Regions from separate parts of the Mus musculus genome. Here region 1 is linked to region 2. The links are chromatin contacts, called in public HiChIP or PLAC-seq maps. All regions are on one chromosome and are shown on one strand. The core of a region is the stretch at or near the end of the contact, and the rest is flanking DNA. Distances in the headings are between cores, read along the strand shown. Region 1 overlaps Lamb1 (laminin B1). Region 2 overlaps 6030469F06Rik (RIKEN cDNA 6030469F06 gene).

Region 1 (2,841 bases), core at 205-2,704, 110 kb after region 2:
TAAAAGTTTTCATTGTTAATAGAGAAAAGCTGGACTTGAACTCTTCCCGCGCATTCATTTGTAACTGAAAGCAATTATGTTTCCATTAGAACTTTTAAATGTCTGCATTTGTGAGAAATCTGTGCTAACTAATCTTAGCCTTGACCTATTGGGAAACCGAGAGACTGTATTAGTTTTTGATTGCTGCCAGAACAAATAACCACACTTTAGTGGCTGAAAACAGCATAGATTATCTTGCGGCTGGGTGGGGCAGCTGTCTCTAGATTACAGGCACACGCTGGTGTACTGCACTGCTTTCGAAGGACAATAGGGGCGAAGGTTTCCTGCTTATTCAGGTTTCGGGTGGTTTCCTTAAAGTTGCAGAGTGATCCTATTTTCTGCTGGATGTAACAGAAAGGCAAGGCTGTTCCCAGCCTCTAAAGGCATCCACATTCCATGATTCACGACCCCCTTCAAGCTCTTTCCTCAAAGCCATGACACCAGAGCTTTCTAACCCACTTCTCTGAGCCCATGTGGCTGGACTGAGTCCACCTAGATAATCCACGACCGTGTCACATCTATTTCAGGCTTCCTGCCCTTCATCATATCTGCAACGTGCTTTTTGCCATGTGAGGTCACGGACCAGCAGGTCCCTGGGAAGATAAACGTGGCTCAGAGCCTTCATTTTCTCTTATGTCATCTTTGTTACTGAGTGAACAAATAGACTCTATTTAGGTTACAGGAAAACTTGTCATGGGAGTGTGAAAACCCATATAGTGTTTCTGACAGGTGATGTTTGTTTGTTTTAATATAGACTAGTAAAGAATTTGGGAATGAGTTTTGAAAGCAGAATAAGGTTGATAGCCTTTTAGCTGGGAGGAAAAAGGGTAAAGGCAGGGACTGGTGAGCCAGAGGGTAAAAAGGTTAAGGGGTGGGGAAGGGTAGGTCATAGGGTAAAGGTTAAGGGTCAAATTTTTCTACTTCTTTGCTCTCCTCATTCACATCTTTCCCCTGCACATGAGAAACATCCTCCAAGCTTCAGGGCCACATCATCTAGGAAGCCTCCCTTAATCTTCTCCATCAGACACCCAGAGTGCTTTGCTCCTGGCTACATCTTGTCTTAGTTAATTGCTTCATTGCTTCTCTTCCCAATTAACTTCTAAGTTGAGGAGTGAGACATTCCTCGCTGCTCCACCCCATATTATTTACCCATAAATAATGGCCCCACCCAATGAACGCAGGGGTTGATTCAGAAGCAAATTAGAATGGAGTCAGAGCATGGGGCACCCATGCCAGCACGTAGTTTCCAGGGACAATATTTGTTCAGTAAATATTTGCTGAAGAGTACGGGGAGTGTGGCTCGTCTGAAAGCACAGGGCCGTGCCAGGAAGACTAGCAGCTGTTCTACAGAGCATGGGCTGTGGTGGAGCTGCAGCAAGCCAGGCAGACGCATCGTCCCTGGCATGACTAGGTGCAGAGAAACACTCGTGGGGCCTGTGGAGGCAGGGCCGTGGGGAGGCAGGCTGGGTAGTGATGGTTAGCATGGGAGAGCTCGGTGTAGAAAGATTTAGAATATGGTGGTATCATGACCTAAGAGAGGAGGCTGCTAAGTGCAGGGACATCTATCTTGAGATAAGACTTACATGTTTGGTTTGAGAAAGAAGTGTTATCTCACACCATGAGAAAGGATTTAAGCTCTGAGTGTTTAAGAAAGAAGGAGAAGGTGGTGCAAGTGAGGGAAGGAGCCGAGGCTGGAATTGCATAAGTGGAATTACAGCAGTTGGGCTCCTGAGCTGTAAGGATGAAGAACATCTGTGCGGAGACGGAGACAGCCCGGGGAGGCTCCGGAGACAGGAGTGTGGAATTGAAGCTCTGCTTGTCAGTAGCGGTGATTCCACTCTGTCACGAGTCTTTGTGATCAGCCACAGAGCTGCGAGAAGCAAGGTCTTTCTAGATCTTTCCTTGCGATCGTGTCTTCCTGGGATCGTTGTTCATTTAGAATTGTGCAGCCCAGAAACAGTCTCGTCTGTTCTCATCGATTTTTTTTTTTTTTTTCTAATGAGAGTGGGAGCTAGTGGCCTTTGGTGGTTCATGTCGTTCCTCGGGACACATCTGCAGTAGAGGAAGAGGGTCAATATGTATGCTGCAGTGTCTGGTGACTGGATTTCTGAAGAGTTGTTGGTGGCCAGAAGTGCTGGATCCTAATTAGAACAGGCTTTCCTTTCCTGGGAACTGGTTCTGTGGCTTTAAGAACTCCTAGTCCTGCGGGGTAATGACTTGTGGTGCAAGGGAGGGTGTCCACTGGCCGGTGACAGCTGGGTGAGATGTTTCAAGCAAGCTGGGGCCTGTTCTATGCTGGAGCTGCAGCTTGCCTGAGGCTTGAGGTCCCCTAAACTTTGGGAGTGGGCTTAAGTAAGGCTATAAATCACATTTTGACTTTTACTGCAGTGGAAATGGATGCCTGAAGCCAGGTGTGGGATTCGGTCTGAAATCCCAACAGGCAGGCTGAGGTAGGAAGATGATGGTGACTTCCAGACCAGCATGAGCCATTTTCTGAGACTCCCATCTTAAGGAAAATAAAACCAACAAGAGGATGCCCATCTTTGGGTTTCATCTGACTTATAAAATACTAGCATGGGAAGAATCAAAGAAATATAGAAACAAAAAACAAAAGCAACAACAAAACAAAAAAAGAAATATAGCAAAGGAAAACATAAATATATCAGTTTATACAGATAAATTTATTATCTAAAATAATAATATATTGTAAGAATTTATCTACCTTAATCTCTATTTTTTTCTAACTTTCCTTCATTCATTTGTCCACCCACTGGGCATACTCCCTGCATAGAGCACTAGGCT
Region 2 (2,706 bases), core at 145-2,644:
TCAATTGTGTAAGTTGATTACAATCAAAGAATACATAATAAAGTCATATTTTTATATGAGCTTTCTTTCGGTTTTTCAGAGGTGTGTGTGTGTGTGTGTGTGTGTGTGTGTGTGTGTGTGTGTGTGTGTTTGTAAATACACACACATACTATCAGTGTCACACTGAATCCACTAGATTTTCATGGGAATTCAAATGCATATTTTTTTTACTAGCGAATCATTCATCAAAAAATCTTACAAGGGAATGTTGGAAGCAGATTAATGAGGAGGGGAAAGTTAGGGAAGGGTGGGATCTTCGGCTACGTTTAGCTAAGTCCTGATCTCTCAGGGAAGTGAAAGCATAAGTCACACAGCAGAGTTGTCCTCTATGAGGCACGGGAGCTGGCCTGCTGCATTCTCACATCCAGGAGTTGGCTGTGAGCAGAGAGCCTTCCAGAAGAGGTGCCTGTCAGCAGCCAACAGAAACTCTTAAGATAAGGGGGCACTTGTGGTATTGGCACACAAAGGGGGAACTGGCATCGCACTCTCAGCCTCTGCTCAAACCCACTGCTGTGTACTCTTACCATGATTTTGACATTCACCTTTGTATCCCGTGACTGCTAATCTTGACTAGAAACATAAGAACCTTCTACTCATATGCAGAGTCACCAGAATTACAGAGTTTGTGTTTATATCTACATTGGCAGTTGGTGTATATTCCACACAGATACATGTTTAGCCAATAGACTCACTTCAGTATCTCTCAGTTTAAGGGATCAGGGTAATATTTTGTAGGATGTCAGGATTGTCCAGACCCTTTAGACTTATACCATGACAGAAAGAAGAGAAGAAAAAAAAAAACTAACACAGTAAGACGTCATAGATGAACGAGCATGTTTCAGTCCTCAGGTGATCAGGAACATCTTTAGACAGGCATCCTGCTTCCTGAGACATCAGGCCAGCCCTCTATCTGTCAATCATTGGCTACGGGCCTCTCCAGGGACTGTAGGGAATTTAGAGGGAGATGAAAGTGTGTAGCTTTCTATTTGGGGACCACAACGAGCAAGTAGCTAGCTGCAAGTGGTTCATGAGTGCACCCATCAAGACAAAAGGGTGGAGAGGGGCTCTCCTGTACCACTTACTAATACTCCTCATGTTTGGAAAACACTACAGAGGACTGACTTTAAATATAGGTCTGACCTCTCAGAGCCAGTATGGCAGATTTTTACTTAAGTTTCTGTCTCCCATACAGGACTCTGCTTCACTCTGTGACAAGGCCCTGGTCTGCTCTCTATATCCTGTTCAGAGGCTGATGCATAATTGTTACCAAACAAGCATTCTCCAGACAGAGAGCAGCTCCGTGCAGATCACAGAGCAACTTGAACTCCAGTCTAAATACTTTGAGTATTATTCTGTTGGCAAAGAGGACGTGTTTGAAAGGCTTTGCTGGCAGCGGTGTGGAATACAGACCGGGCCAAGGACGGGAAGAAGAGAACACCCAGGAGCTCTTGCAGGAACACAGGCAGAGTTGCGTGAGGCAGAATTTGAGCAGAGGCTGAGTATCTGCGGTGGGGAGGACACAAAGATAATTAATGTGTGTTATTATCTCCAGGGTCTAGATGGCCCCGGGCTCGCATTCAGTATAGAGATTGTCAGGAGTTGGAGTCTGGCAAGTGTGTTAGGAGTTCTGTGCTTATGTGCCCAGAGGCAGATGGAAGAGGGGTACCCTTTCTCAATGCTTGGACAGAATAGATACAGGGAAACAAGTGAATGTCTGTTATTTCCTTGTAATGCAAACAGAATCCCTAAAGTACACACAGGAGTATTCTTTTCCCTCCATATTTTGGACAGAATTTCACAATTGTGAGAAAACCATGATTGTCTATATGGAACACGCTCAGTGCATCGGTGCATGAGTCAGTTAAAGTGAACAGCGTCTGCTTTCAGCTTCATCCTTGAAAGCAACCCAGGTTCCAAGGCTGAGGCTTGAGCACATCATTCTCGCCGGGCCTCTGGACCGAATCCAGGTTAGAAGAATTGGTCTGTGACTCAGATACATCATATACACTCCAGGAAATCCTTTTCTTTTTTCTTTCTGAGCTTTTACAGACCTTGACTATAAGGTAAGCAATTTACATTCTTCCCTGTGACTTTTGGCCAGATGTCTGCTATTGTCACTGCTTTGTGAGACCCAACCACCTGGGAGCCCAGTTATGTGGACTGGACTTGGATTTGTCAGGGTTCTCCCTGGGGCTGGCCTGAGATTTATCATCAATAATATTCCTTTTCCCCCCGGGGACTTCGCCGCAGCTGTTCACCATGAAGCCCAGGTACACATTAACTCCTACCTCCCAGGGGGAGAAAGCAGAGAGAAACATATTCCTGAACTGTTTCCATATCAGCTTTGCTAGAAGAGTAATCAGAAACTGATTTGCAAGAAGAAGTACATCTGGGAAGCATTATAAACCAAGGCTGGAGCTGCACACAGTGTGTGCACATGCACTTTGTCCAGGAAGAGAAGCTAGAAGCTGGAGTGATAGGTTTGAGAGGACAGGCTGAAGGAAGTAGCCACTGGATGTTTGTGTAACAGTAATAAACAACAAAAATAACATAAACTCTTCCCTCCTGGGGTTTTTTTTCTCCAAAAGAAATTAATCACTAACATGTGTGTAAAGGTTTTCAACCAGAGGTTTGTCAATAGAGTCTTTTGTTTGTATTCAGATCTTA

The links. HiChIP or PLAC-seq counts read pairs in DNA pulled down with a chosen protein or histone mark.
Region 1: an H3K27ac HiChIP or PLAC-seq map of heart atrium shows a contact between it and region 2, with 5 times the contacts expected there. The contact joins two enhancer-like sites. A contact is called at or near these places in 7 of 39 promoter capture datasets (the 3T3-L1 cell line, 3T3-L1-derived adipocytes, embryonic stem cells and 3 more), 1 of 15 datasets of contacts at CTCF or cohesin (the NIH/3T3 cell line), 3 of 484 Hi-C or Micro-C datasets (cortical neurons, embryonic stem cells and nephron progenitors), 4 of 115 datasets of contacts at active chromatin or transcription factors (fibro-adipogenic progenitors, heart atrium, kidney and 1 more) and 1 of 9 other capture datasets (embryonic stem cells).

The regions. Positions count from the first base shown.
Region 1 is chr12:31,293,402-31,296,242 of GRCm38.p6, forward strand. The region is part of intron 12 of Lamb1 (laminin B1); the gene reads left to right. Among named protein-coding and RNA genes, the nearest start is that of Lamb1, 30 kb to the left of the region's middle. Within about 2 kb of position 1,455, at least 76 of the 459 cell types and tissues checked have an H3K27ac peak or open chromatin away from gene starts, as enhancers often do. A contact at or near this core is called in heart atrium, where this site is marked.
Region 2 is chr12:31,183,332-31,186,037 of GRCm38.p6, forward strand. It overlaps 6030469F06Rik (RIKEN cDNA 6030469F06 gene), which reads left to right. Exons shown (of 4, transcript NR_102715.1): 4 at 1,232-2,591. Among named protein-coding and RNA genes, the nearest start is that of 6030469F06Rik, 16 kb to the left of the region's middle. Within about 2 kb of position 1,395, at least 64 of the 459 cell types and tissues checked have an H3K27ac peak or open chromatin away from gene starts, as enhancers often do. A contact at or near this core is called in heart atrium, where this site is marked.